2 separate regions of the Sus scrofa genome follow, and region 2 is linked to region 1. A link is a contact called in public Hi-C data. All regions are on one chromosome and are shown on one strand. Each heading gives the region's core, a stretch centred on a gene start, on an enhancer-like site or on the middle of the called end of the contact. The rest is flanking DNA. Distances are from core to core; before and after follow the strand shown. Region 1 overlaps SLC6A2 (sodium-dependent noradrenaline transporter). Region 2 overlaps LPCAT2 (lysophosphatidylcholine acyltransferase 2).

Region 1 (7,072 bases), core at 1,491-3,990:
GAAACCAGACTTCATCCATCTTTGAGCATCAAATGAAAAGAGCAATGAGCAGCCCATTGTTTTAGCATGTGTGTCCCCAATCCCCAAGGTAGGCTACTTTTTTCTAGCACCTCAAATGTAGCTTCTCATCCACATTGTGTTTCTATGGAAAAGGATCAGAGTGTGTGGGGTTTGAGGGTGTCAAATTCAAACCAATGGCTGATAATCACAATGAGGAAGATTGTGGCTCCCTGAAAGGAAGATCTTTCTCGTGAATAGAGCTCTCTAAAGACTGAATGAGCTTCCCATGGAGGTGGTGAGGGCCCAGTCACTGAAGGTATGCAAATCTTCCTAGGAATCCAGGCAGTAGGCAAAGGACTGGCCATGAACCAGCAGCATAAGCATCACCTAAGAGCTGGTGTTAGAAACGCAAAATCTTGAGTTCCTACTGTGGCTCAGCGGTAACAAACTCAACTAGTAACCATGAGGATGTGGGTTCGATCCCTGGCCTCACTCAGTAGGTTGAGGATCTGGTATTGCAGTGGCTGTGGCATAGGGGGGCAGCTCTTGTTCCAATTCAACTTCTAGCTTAGGAACTTCCATATACTGCAGGTGCAGCCCTAAAAAGCAAAACAAACAAACTAACAAACAACAACAACCAAAAAGCCCTGCCAATTCTCACTCCACCTCCATGGAATCAGGGTCCTGAAGAAGGACCCAGGAATCTGAGTTTTAGCAATCCCTCTATGTGATTCTTATGTGCATTAAAGGTTGAGAATCACTGCTCTAAAGTCGATCTAACACAGAGATAATGAATACTCAAAGTTTATCACTGCAAATCTGTTGTAATTTACCTTCTAATGATTTAGAATTTGCGATCTTCTGAACTGAGTTTTAGGAACATTTGCCCTGATAATGAAGACACACTAAGATTTATGGGGGTGAGAGATATGCACTGATGTTACTTAAGAAAAGACAGGCGTTCCCATCGTGGCGCCGTGGTTAACGAATCCGACTAGGAACCATGAGGTTGCGGGTTCAATCCCTGCCCTTGCTCAGTGGGTTAATGATCCAGCGTTGCTGTGAGCTGTGGTGTGGGTCGCAGAGGCAGCTTGGATCCCAAATTGCTGTGGCTCTGGTGTAGGCTGGTGGCTACAGCTCCAATTCGACCCCTAGCCTGGGAACCTCCATATGCCTCGGGAGCAGCCCAAGAAATGGCAAAAAGACAAAAAAAAGAAAAGAAAAGACAGAGCTCTAAATATTTCAGTGCCTTCATTGTTCGTTTGCAAATGATGCTGTTCTTTATACCTGGGCTCAGTCGACTCACTAACACAAGCCAGGACCAGCCTGGATGAGTGGGGAATATTTGGCTGGAATTATAACTCAAAAGTAACACTCTGACCTTTCTAGATAAAGATTCTTGAACTCAAGTTTTCTTTAAATTGCCCCGATTTTCTCTCTCCCCATCCCCACCACCTTTGCCATATTTTAAGAAGTGTTCTTATCTTGTTTCATCTTCCAAACAGCCCACAGCCTGGCAGGGAACTGGACAGAGCGGTGCTGACCCTGGCCAGTGCTGTCATCTTGATTTCTCTCTAGGCACAGGGGAGTCCGAGGTTTCTGAGAGTTTAGCCCACTATGTAGACAGAGCAGATGGGAGCCTGGGCCTAACCCTCCTCCCAGCCCCACCAGAAGTCAGGGGAGTTTGAAAATCACCAGGGTGGGGGCAAAGCCCAGAAGCGGTGCTGATGCAAGGGGAGGTGACAGACTATGATCCCTGATTGAGCAATTTTCATTTCAGACAGAATTAGCCCTGCACTGCCCCATCCCCCCAACTGCCCTGGAGGCTGGTGGGGTCATTAACTGACCTCACTTTCAGGTGAGGACACTGAAGCTTAGGGACCGTCATTCACCCTGAGGTCACCCAGCGGGGAATGAGTTCCCTAGACCTCATTCTGTGTTCTGACCACAAAGCAACATGGGTTTTCTTTGTTTTTGTTTTTGGGTTTTTTTGTTTGTTTGTTTGTTTGTCTTTTTAGGGCGGCACCCTCTGCATATGGAAGTTCCCAGGCTACGGGTCAAATTGGAGCTACAGCCGCCTGCCTACGCTACAGGCATAGAAACGCCAGATCCCAGCCACATCTGCAACCTGCACCACAGCTCACAGCAGTGCCAGATCCTTAACCCACTGAGAGGGGCCAGGGATCAAACCAAGTCCTCATGGACACTAGCCTGGTTCGTTACCACTGAGCCATGATGGGAACTCTCCAAAGCCCCACGTTCTTAGTCACTCACGCTACTGTGTATTTGAGACCCAGGTTCAAGTCCTTGCCATGCCAAACTGCTGTGAAACCCTGTCCCTCTCTTGGCCTCAGCTTCCTCATTTGTACAGGCAGTTGGACTAGATGGCCTGGAGTACCTTCCAGTAAAACATCTAGGCACTGCGTTGTGGGCTATAGAGGCTGAGTGCCAGTTCAGCCAAGAGCTCCTGTGATGGGGGAAGCAGGCGGGACTCCAGGGCCGCAAGCACACTCGCCCAGCTCCCCAGGAGGCTGACTGCCATCTGACGCAGAGCTCTGCCCTCTACCCTGACATGGTCATCGGGCCAAGGTCTCAGAGCACGTGGTCTTTGGTAACTCCTTTCCTTGATTCGGACTGTACCCCACCCCCCACCATCCTGGCTGCCAGCTGAGGAGTCAGGAGTCTTCCCAGGCACAGAGCCTTCACTGGCTCAGACAGGAAGTGTGAACATTTGCAACTCATTTCAGGGAGGATCTGTGGCTGTGGAAGCCTGTTAAGAAAAGCTTAGGGCCCTGTTCCAGATGTAGTCTGGGAAGACATAAGCAATGTTCTTGGTTTTTTTATGAGCCAGTATATAAAGACAATTAGAGGCAGGGCACAGCAATGTCCTGAGTGAAGCTCCCTATTCTAGAAAGACCCGCTCCATGGACTGCAGGGTCCTTGCCTGCTCAGCAGCCAAAACCCTGGAGGACTTGGGCAAAATGTGGGCTGGCACCTGGATTGACTTCTTTCCATCTGCAGGGCTTCCCAGGGTTAACACTCCGCCCGCCCCCATCACACTCCTCAGGGGAGGGGTGTGTTCTTCTCCGAAGATTCCTTTGCTCAAAGGAACAGAGCATGCTCAGCTTTGCGCTTCTCTTTAACCTCAGTCCCCTCACAGATGACTCACACGCTGCTCCAGCCAAGTGCTAAGCGAGGTGGAGCAGGCTGTTCCCCTTTGGCAATGGCTATCTATCGGAAACTTAATCCTGGGGTGCAATATTAGAAGCCCTGTGGCCCCTTCTCCAGGCCAGCAGGGGGAGTAAAGCTCCTATGCCTTCTGCAGCTCTGCTGCCTGCAGAGGCCAGGAGATCTCTACTCCTGATACCCAGGAGAAATGCAGAGAGGCTGGGCAGGGCTAGCCTAAGGCTTCTACTCCTCTGTGGCTTTGCTTGCAGCTCCTTCCACTGGAAATCCATTCCCTCTGCCCCATCTCTACCCATCCCTGTCCTTAGCGACCCGGCCCAAATGCCACCTTCACCATGGTCTTTGCAGACTCTCTCCATGTGAAGAGCTTCCTTCTTCAATGCAGCATCTTATGCTTTTTTGGACCATGATAACTCATGGTAAGAAAAACCTTATATGTCGAGACACATGGATTGTTATAACTGAAACATAAATTCCATAAGACAGCTCTTACTTTACTGTGGGCAATGCACTCTGTTATTATCTATTCTATTTCATTTAGAAAAATTATGGTAACCCACTAAATTGATTTAATGACATTTGAAAAACCCATAGTTTGTATCTCAATGAAAGTAAGACCTGACTACCTGATGCAAAATTATCTTCAAGGTAAAGTTAAGTTTAAAAAAAAAGCAAGGGAGTTCCCATTGGGGCTCAGTGATAACGAACCCGACTAGTATTCATGAGAACGCGGGTTTGATCCCTGGCCTCGCTCAGTAGGTTAAGGATGTGTTGCCGTGAGCTGTGGTGTAGGTCTCAGACAAGGCTCGGGTCCTGCATTTCTGTGGTTGTGGTGTAGGCTGGAAGCTACAGCTCCGATTCAGCCCCTAGCCCAGGGAACTTCCATATGCTATAGGTGTGGCCCTAAAAAGCAAGAGAAAGAAGGAAAGAAAGAAGGAAAGAAAGAAAGAAAGAAAGAAAGAAAGAAAGAAAGAAAGAAAGAAAGAAAGAAAGAAAGAGAGAAAGAAAGAGAGAAAAGAAAGAAAGAAAGGAAGAAAGAAAAGAAGGAAAGAAAGAAAGAAGGAAAGAAAGAGGGAGAGAAAGAAAGAAAAAAGCAAGGTCTGTAATAGTGCATATGGTTTGTGGTCATTAGTGGTTATTTAAGGGGCACCCACATGTGTCTCTGGATGGAGACTCAAGAAACTAATGACATTGACCTATGCCTGGCTGTAACACAGGTCGACTCTAAGCAGTTGAATCTGGCTTATTTATTCTTGCATCACTAGGACTAGCATCTAGCCTGGCACATAGTAAGTGTCCATAAATGTTTTAATAAGTTGAAGTGACTTCAAAAGGACACATAGTAAAGTTCCCCAAATTATTTACCCACCTACCCTTCAGCCTTTCTTCCTACCTTCCTTTCTTTCCTCATTAGACCTTCAATAAATATTTACTAAAGACCTACTGTGTGTCAGGTGTTGGGAGGTTGTAGTCCTAACCTGATATTGCTCCATCTTAGAATTCCTCCAAACCCTGTTCTGCATTTTATTGGGGTTCTTCCTTGTGGCAGACACTGTGTCTCTCAAATGCTGAGAAGAAGTTCTACTTCAAGCTCTTCTGGACAGAGTTCATCCCCACTGGCTGCTGGTCCCCTGACATTATCCTGGCTATAACCAAGACTCGAGGAGAAGCAGAGAGAACCCTGATGCACCCCCACTTTCCCAGATCAATTGCCTAATGAAGCTTCTCACAAATCCATGCCTATCTGATCATGGTAAATTGTTGCCTTGTAACCCCAACAAACACACACACACTGTGTGTTCCACGCTGACTCTAGGCTTTACCGCAAGACTTATTTCGGCCCCTGGGACAAGAGCAAGCATGAAGCAATCAGAGACTGGAAGAGCTCCTTGCACTTTGGGGCTTGTCTGCTTAGAACATGCTCTTGGAACGCAGCCACCAACTGGGAGAAGCCCAAGCCACATCTATGTGGAAACAACCCAAGATGCTCTGGTTGACAGCTCCAGTTGAGCTCCCAGCTAGTACCAACTGTCATCCATGACTGCATGCCATCTTGGAGGTTCTAGCCCAGTCAAACCCCCCAGACATGTAGCCCAAGAAATATCACATAGAGCAGAAGAACCACCTTGCTAATACCAGTTAACCCACAGAATCATGAGAGATAAAATGGCTGTTACTTTACATCACTACATCTTGAGGTATTTTGTTACACAGCAATAGCTAACCAAAACACCAGACAGCATATCTCCCAGCTACAGCCTCTTTAACAGTCACCCTCCACATGGACCCTTAGGGTCCAAATGGAGTTGTTCTGATGATGTTCCTCAGGAACATGGACCCTTAGGGTCCAAATGGAGTTGTTCTGATGATGTTCCTCAGGCTCAGAACCAACGTGGGCCATGACCTGAGTGAACTCTCCCATGAGGCAGTGACACCTAGGTCAGAATGCCAACTTTGGTAGGCTCTCCTGGGCCATCTAACCCTGTGGCCCTCTCTCCAGGAGCCCTAAACCCTTGCAGGCACTCAGCACTGTGTTGAGGATGCCCTAGGACTCATCTAGTATCCTCTGGAGCATTCTCTTTTACTTAATATCAGAGATGGGAATGATTGATTAATAGTGAAGAAAATGGTTATATTTCAGAGAAGGATGCAACATTTGCATAAAATTTTAGGCCAGAATTTAAGGTTTATCAAACACAGGTCAATGGGCTGCTGTGGTCTTTTTTCCCCTGAGAAAAAGCCCATTCCCCGATCTCTGCTGCTGGGGAAGCTTCGGTGGTTAAGTGTGAAGAGTCCCTATCCACTGGCACCCCCTCACCTTACTGTCAGGGAGCTCAGGGTTTAGGAGAGGGAAGGGATCTTTCCAAGGCCTCCAGAAAGCTGGTGACAAGCTGGGCTGCAAACCCAGGCTGATTCTCTAGCCCCACCTTTGCTTTTCACCAATTACCTGCTTGTAGCTTGAAAAAAAAAAAAAAACCAAAAAAAAAAAAACACTTTTTTTTGAGGCCAACCTCCCAACTGAATGAGAAACAAGATATTACCTTTCCTGATGTCTTCACTCCTTTCCAGAGGCTAAAAAACAGGATGACGACAACGACAATCAGACAGAGTAAAAGCTGCCACTGGGGCAGGCCGATGTCCTGGATCCCACTGCTCTCATGAAGGTGCAGGACGCCACGCCTGCCCGGAGGAGAAGGAGAGGACCAGGGAAGACGGTGTCGTCAGAGAAGATGACCAAGGCCTTGACCGTAAGCCAGCCCCCAGGGTAAGCCAGTACATTGACAGAGATGGGTCCAGGCTGCCCCGACCACCGACCTGTACCATTTGGACCTGCTCCGCACTTTCACGGCCTGTGCCCAGCACTGCCCTGCCCTGGGCCAGCAACTCACCTGAGGAGACGCCCCCACCCAGGGCTACTTTTTAAATATAATGGAAGTCTTCAATGTAACAACAATCTTTTTTTTTCTTTGTTAGGGCTGCACTGGTGGCATACGGAAGTTCCCAGGCCAGGGGTCCAATCAGAGCTGCAGCTGCCAGCCTACACCACAGCCACAGCCATGCCAGATCTGAGACACATCCATGACCTACACGCTGCAGCTCACAGCAGCACTGGATCCTTAACCCAAGAAGCGAGGCCAGGGCTCGAACCCACATCCTCATGAATATTGGTCGGGTTCTTAACCCACTGGTCACAACGGGAACTCAAAAAAAAAATTTTTTTTTTTTTCCCTACGCTCATGGCATTTGGAAGTTCCCAGGCAAGGGACAGAACCCACACCATAGCAGTAACAATGCCAGATCCCCAACTGCTAGGTCACCAGGGAACTCCTTAATGTAACAGAATTACACCGAGTGCCACCTGCGGGCCAGGCCCTCGGGCGATGGT
Region 2 (7,072 bases), core at 2,122-4,621, 82 kb after region 1:
TCTACCAGAAAGATTGTGTTTATCCTCAGAAAGTCAAGATCAAGCATAAGCTCTCCTGTAAAACATCTAATGACAATGAAGTCCTGTCCCAGAGGAGCCCTCCATGCAATGGAGTAGAAATGTGTGACTCGGAGCTAAGTCCACAGATAAGGGTACCATCCACCACACCTACTGTGTGCTGGGTACCGTCCGTAAGGGGCTCTAAGCGATGAACTCTTCCACAATTCCTTGAGGCAAATTCTACCCTTTCTTTTGACAGGTAAAGAAAGTTGCTCCAAGAGGTTAAACAATATAGCTAAGGCCACACACAAGTGGCAGGGACACGATTTGAAAGAAAATCAAAGATCTGTATAAATAACACCACTTTTAGACTCACATCTTTTCAAGTCTTATTAATCCTGTTTAAGAAACCTGCAGGCAATGGTGACTCAAAGATGAAGTTTAAGCAAGGGAGTGAAAAGACCAGGTTCACATGTGTTTTTTTTTTTTTTTTTTTGGTTTGTTTTGTTTTCTGTTATTGTTTTGGTTTTGGCTTTGGTTTTTTGGCTGCACCAATGGCATGAGGAAGTTTCTGGACCAGGACCTGAGCAGGGACCAGCAATGACCTGAGCCACAGATGTGGCAATGCTGGATCCTTAACCCACTGAGCCACCAGGGAACTCCCAAGTTTTTGAGCAGTCACTTCAGTGGGAGAGAGTGGAGAAACCAAAGAGGAAGAGGCTCAGAGAAGCTCTGAGGGAGAAGCCAGGAGGCTACTGAATCCACTGTGAGTAACAGAATGACCAGTAACAGAGGTGGGGGAAGTTCCCATTTTGGCAGAGTGGAAATGAATCTGCCTGTTATCCATGGGGATTCGGGTTCGATCCCTGGCCTTGCTCAGTGGGTCAGTGATCCGGTGTTGCCATGAGCTGTGTGCATAGAAGATGAGGCTCAGATTTCGTGTTGCTGTAGCTGTGGTGTAGGCCGGCAGCTGTAGCTCTGACTCAGCCCCTAGCCTGGGAACTTCCACATGCCACAGGTGCATCCCTAAAAAGCAAGAAAAGAAAAGAAAAGAAACAGAGGGAGGGAAGATGTAGAGGCCAGCACAGACCCAAGTGGCATTTTTAGGATAAAATGGACAGAAATCATAGGATAATGTGCTATATGTTATTTTCCTTCTCATATTTTATTTATTTATTTATTTACTTACTTACTTATTTATCTTTTTAGGGCCACAAATGAAAAAGGTGATCTCTAGGCGCCTTTCCCACCAGGCTTCTAAGTCTAGCTTTTCACTTAGTATCTAGTCATTCTTTAAGATGGAAAAATAAACTCAGCCACCAGAGGTCCCCATGCCACTTATATATCCAGAGCAACAGTCTTTGCAAATAAATATTTCTCAAAGTTCCCTGCAATCGGTTTGTAGTAAAATCTCTTAACAGTTGCTTAGGGTGAAACCCAAAGAAGGAAACAGTATGTTAAAGTCAATATTCACAGAATCGCTAACAAAATAATACAATCAATTAAAGTTTTACACTGTCATATAATTCTTCATTAAAAAAAGAACAAATGGAGTTCCCGTCGTGGCGCAGTGGTTAACGAATCCGACTAGGAACCATGAGGTTGCGGGTTCGGTCCCTGCCCTTGCTCAGTGGGTTAACGATCCGGCGTTGCCGTGAGCTGTGGTGTAGGTTGCAGACGTGGCTCGGATCCCGCGTTGCTGTGGCTCTGGTGTAGGCCGGTGGCTACAGCTCCGATTCAACCCCTAGCCTGGGAATCTCCATATGCCACGGGAGCGGCCCAAGAAATAGCAACAACAACAACAACAAAAAAAAAAAAAAAAGAAAAAGAACAAATGATCACTTAAAGTACACTTGATGCGTGAGTCATAAAAGTACATACTGAAAACCCTAAAAATAAATCGCCGTTACACTGTTAACCAAACACAATACAATGAACTATGCGGTTTGGTTCTTTGTAGTACAGGAAATATTTTCCATAAAAAGATTTTTAATAACTCTCATACTGGCATGGCCTTTTATTCTTGAGGAGAAAAATTCCACTGAGAGATTGAAATAATTAAAAGCCTGGATTTGACACTTATGGGTCTTGGAGGCCCCCATGCCTCCTGAGAAGCCATTCAGTGGAAATTCTAATAAAAAGTCACCCCTCCTTGGATAGGACCTTGCCCTCTGCAGCACATTTCTAGTTTGCACCAAGTCATTCAAGGCTCACCGCACAAACACATCTTGTATTTGGGAAGGAAGATCAGCCAGAGAAAGAGGAACACGATTGCCATTATCTATTACTGACCTCTAAATACCCCAGCGACCCCGGGCCAACGAGTTTTCCTTTCCATGTCTATCTCTTCTCATTATCCCCACGTGATGTCCCAAGGTGGCCCAAGGTGACCTTGCTGCCTCCAAATATAAAATACTTTCTGTGTGTGTTTTGCAGGTTTTCCTTTATTTTTCTAATCTGTGCAGGTGCGCCAAAATATGTGATCCTAATGCTGAGTCTACTCCTTTAATGTCGATGTGATGGGCAAGGAACAAATTCCCATCTTTTTTGGGGGGGGGGTGAAGGAGAAAAAAAAATAGCTTTTATTGCCTTAAAGACTGTGCCCCTCTTTGGGGAAGAATTGCAGAGAGTTTTATAGTTTAAAAGGAGAAAAACAGGGTTCCAAATAAGGATCAGGATTGGGGCAAACACTTCTTTGGGGGAATCTTAATCATTGAAGCTGGAATCAGGAGATCTTGCCATGATCCTGGTGGGGTCTTCTAGGTTATTGGCTGGAATAGTACCTGGTCTCTGGACTTACGGAGGTTCAGGTTCTCATGCCTCCGTGCAGAAGGAATTCGGTGAGAGACCAAGTGATAGGCAAGAAATAGAGTTATTAAGAGAGGATGCTTGTGGGAGTTCCCGTCGTGGCTCAGTGGTTAACGAATCCGACTAGGAACCATGAGGTTGCAGGTTCGATCCCTGGCCTTGCTCCGTGGGTTAAGGATCTGGTGGTGCTGTGGGCTGTGGTGCAGGTTGCAGATGCGGCTCGGATCCTTCGTTGCTGTGTCTCTGATGTAGGCCCTTTGGCTACAGCTCTGATTTGACCCCTAGCCTGGGAACCTCCATAAGCCATGGAAGCGGTCCAAGAAATGGCAAAAAGCCAAAAAAAAAAAAAAAAAAAAAAAAAAAAAGACGAAAGAGAGAGGATGCTTGTGAGAGATGCAAGTGGGCTCTGCTTTGAAAGCCATTTTTGTTTGTGAAGTTATTAAACTAAAGATATATTCTTTTCTTTGCCAGAAAATATCCAAACCAGTCTGAGAACTGGTTGGAGAATGCAGATATTGCAACTGAAAAGAGAGAAAGCAAGCCAAGACAGGGAAAGGAAATGTGGTAACAGTGGTCAGGGCAAAAACATGAGGCATTTGCATACCTCTGTTGTAACGCAGTTTGACCACGGACACGTGTGCTAGACAAAAAAATGTACAGTTCTACTGCATTTCTACATCTTTTGCCAGATCTTGTCTTAGCTGAAGAGGGAAATTTAGAGGAAGGAACAGCATATATGCATAAATAATATCTTCTGAATTTGCAGAGGAGATAGTACGGCTGTTTTCAGTGTGGATTTTCTTGTTCTTTTGTTTGTTTAGAGAAAGAAAACAGAGCTAGCTATATGAGCAGCTATTCAAGAAGGAAGAGCAGGAGTTCTCTTTGTGGCTCAGTGGTTAATGAACCCGACTAGGATCCATGAAGATGCACGTTCGATCCCTAACCTCGATTGGTGGGTCAGGGATCTGGCATGGCCATGAGTTGTGGTGTAGGTTGCAGATGCGGCTTGGATCTGGCGTTGCTGTGGCTGTGGCTGGCAGCTACAGCTCCAATTCGACCCCTAGCCTGGGAACTTCCATATGCCGCAGGTATGGCCTTAAAAGAAGAAAAAAAAGAAGGGAGAGCAGTGCTCAGTCAGAGTACTTAGAAATAATAAGATATTTCTTTCCAACAGAGTTCCCCAAAACATAGTCTATGGAACACTGGTTCTAGGAGGTATCTAGAGAAAAAGGGGTTCAGTGCTCAAACATTTCAAAGGCACAGAGAAGCCTTGAGAAAAGAAATCTGATCGTTTTGTTCACCCTGGTACTTCCTAAACTTATTAGGATACAGATTAGTCTTTTTTCTTTAGAAACACTTAAGTATGTTCCAAGATTTAGTGTTTTCAGGTCACACTGAGAGAGACTGAGCTGGTTTTAAAAGTAGGGAAGTAGGGCATATAATTAACAAACAGGAATTTTCAAGGCAGGCAGACAACCTGCAAGTTTTAAGAAAAAATTCACTGAAGTTAAACTTATTTTGAAATACAATTTCCCCTCCTACATCATTTGGTATTGCTGACAATGTCTAAATGGCTGAACAACCAAGCCATCGAATAAGTAAAACAGGATTCGTCAGTCCTGTCACTTGGAGCCCTGGCCCTGACTCAGGATTTGCATACATATGCAAACTTAAGATTTTCATGACCAAACCCATGGAAGCCATTGGAAAATCCAGGCAAGAGTCTGGAGAACCACTATTCTGACCCTCTCTCTTCAGAGGCTACCCGCGGGTCTATCACCGAAGCCAGCGAGGCTCTGAATGCAGGGGTCCATTATTCCATGTCATTCTTAGAACTAAGCAGAATACTCAGCCTTTGGAGTCTTACATCTGGGCAGAATTTTCAGAACATTTCTAAAGACTCCCCCGCTCCCTCCGCCTGCCACTGTAACTCAAACGGAAAATCTTGTTTCATGATCAACGCTAGGAGTTGCCTCCTGGGTTCTTAGGATATGGATTCCTCAGCTTTCCATGTTCGGACTCTTCCAAAGGTGAGGGTTTCTGACCCTGTGCCTCTTCCACAACCCAGGGCAGCCCCCCTCAGCTTTCACAGAACAGACTGCAAGAAGCTGGGGGCTCCACCAGCGGCGGGAGCTCTGTAAGTCAGGATGTGCTGGCACTTGGCAGCGTCAGCATTTAAAGGGAAAAAAAAGGATAAGAACAGGTGATGCAAATCTGGCCGGCCAGGGTGGTGACAGGTTGGAAAGTCTCGGAAGGGAGGTAATGCGTGTTTCCTAACACAATTCTAAGGGCTTGCTCGGACACACTGGGTTTAAATACACAATTTGCAAAGGAGTGGGGCTTATTTTCAAGGTGGCCGGCTTCGCTCCCAACTTTCCCACGTCTGGGCTCTCTAGACTGAAAGTTCACCATGAAAGGAAAGGTCAGCTCTTAGGTTCCCAGGCTATATTTTGAACTACTTACCTCAACTTCCACCTTTGTGAAAGGCTGGCACCAAGTCAGCACACAAAGCTGAATGCTGAAGAGAAAAAAGAGAAGGCTGGCTTTATGGGGTAAGACTAGTACCACTTAACATTACTCAACAATCCTTTCTTTACACACAAGCAACCCTGGGTCACATTTCGTATGTATTTTGCATTTATAAATGCCACCCAGCAGCTATAACGCTTCTTGGGCTTAGAGAACTATTCTAGACATTCAAAAGTTAAATTGCCGACCGCAATACCACGTATGTATGTGTGAGTCAGAGCTGCAGCTCGGCAGGCAAAACCCCAAATTTGAAGTCTCCTGGACAACTCAGCCTTTTGTCCCTAGAGAAAGTACTCACTTTTTTTTTTTTTTTTTTTTTTTTTTTTTTAGGGCTGCACCCTCGGCGTATGGAAGCTCCCAGCCCAGGGCTCAAATTGGAGCTACAGATGCCAGCGTATGCCACAGCCACAGCAACATGGGATCTGAGCCTCTTCTGCAACCTACACCACAGCTCACTGCAATGCAATGCAAGGCCAGGGATCAAACTGGCATCCTCATGGATACTAGTGGGTTTGCAACCCACTGAGCAGCAACAGGAACTCCACATCTTAAGGTACATCGATATGTTTATAGAAAAGCTCCCAAGTAGAACATTACATTACTAACTTCTTTTCTAATATTAAAAAAAAAAAAAAAATCAGAGTTCCTGCTGTGGTGCAGTGGGTTAGGAACTTGACTGCAGTGGCTTGGGTCATTGCAGAGGTGTGGGTTTGATCCCTGGCCTGGCACAGTGGGATAAAGGGTCTGGTGTTGCTTCAGGCATAGGTTGCAGCTGTGGCTTGGATTCAGTCCCTGGCCTGGGAACTTCCATGTGCTGTGGGTTTGGCCATAAAATTAAAAAATAAGTAAATAAATTTTTTAAAAATTAAAAAAAAATCAGAGGGCCTTTTCTTAAAAGCAGAAATTTTATGGAGTTCCATTGTGGCTCAGTGGGTTGTCACTGCTGGGGCTCTGATTACAACAATGGCTCAGGTTCGATCCCTGGCCTAGAAACCTAGATTAACTCAACCATTCTATTTACCCTGATCTCCCGTCCAGAAATGCCTCCTACTTGACCTTCATATCCACCTGGCCCGCTGCAAAACCAAAAAAAAGTCACAGTGAACCCCAAGTCACTACTCGAGGAGGGCTTAACTTGTAAAGGCCCCAAGGATGGCACACCTCAGGAAATATGATATGTTATAAATAAGTGCTTTTAGGCACTTTGTTTTTGGCTGTACCCAAGGCACGTGGAAGTTCCCAGGCCAGGGACTGAACCCACGTTGCAGTCGTGACCTGTGCCACAGCTGCAACGTTGTGATCCTTAACCCACTGTGACATATGGGAACTTCCACAGGCACTTTTTTTTTTTTAAGATGCTCTTATACTACTCATTTCTCCTAATTTTCCCGTGCATAAAAGCTGAAAACCAAGAGTTCCGAATCAAAAGTGTCAGGAAAAAATGTATTCTAGTCAAGGGAATGAACGGATTTCCTGGAGAGTTGATGATAACATAATGTCTCGCTATCCTTTACGATTCATGTTCCTCGTTTTTGGTGTTGTTTACTTAACTTTACCACCAAGGATTAGCATGACTGGAATACAAACATCTCACATGTGTCAGTGTTTATTAACACATATAATTGGTCCATCAGTTACCTATTCTAATTTAAATGTATTACTTCAAAGCAATTTATATACACAAATAAATGGAGGAAAAAAAAAAGTATGTTGCAGCAAAAAAAAAAAGTATCTT

The links. A called contact is a pair of places that touch in the nucleus more often than the background predicts.
Region 2: a contact with region 1 is called in a Hi-C map of embryonic fibroblasts, with 4 times the contacts expected there. The contact joins two enhancer-like sites. A contact is called at or near these places in 2 of 47 Hi-C or Micro-C datasets (embryonic fibroblasts and mesenchymal stem cells).

What each region holds. Positions count from the first base shown.
Region 1 is chr6:29,952,306-29,959,377 of Sscrofa11.1, forward strand. It overlaps SLC6A2 (sodium-dependent noradrenaline transporter), which reads right to left. Exons shown (of 15, transcript XM_013994585.2): 5 at 6,228-6,366. The region is part of intron 1 of LOC106509429 (a long non-coding RNA gene); the gene reads left to right. Among named protein-coding and RNA genes, the nearest start is that of SLC6A2, 26 kb to the right of the region's middle. Within about 2 kb of position 2,741, at least 20 of the 83 cell types and tissues checked have an H3K27ac peak or open chromatin away from gene starts, as enhancers often do. A contact at or near this core is called in embryonic fibroblasts, where this site is marked.
Region 2 is chr6:30,033,535-30,040,606 of Sscrofa11.1, forward strand. It overlaps LPCAT2 (lysophosphatidylcholine acyltransferase 2), which reads right to left. Exons shown (of 12, transcript XM_005653254.3): 6 at 5,272-5,326. Among named protein-coding and RNA genes, the nearest start is that of LPCAT2, 20 kb to the right of the region's middle. Within about 2 kb of position 3,372, at least 3 of the 83 cell types and tissues checked have an H3K27ac peak or open chromatin away from gene starts, as enhancers often do. A contact at or near this core is called in embryonic fibroblasts, where this site is marked.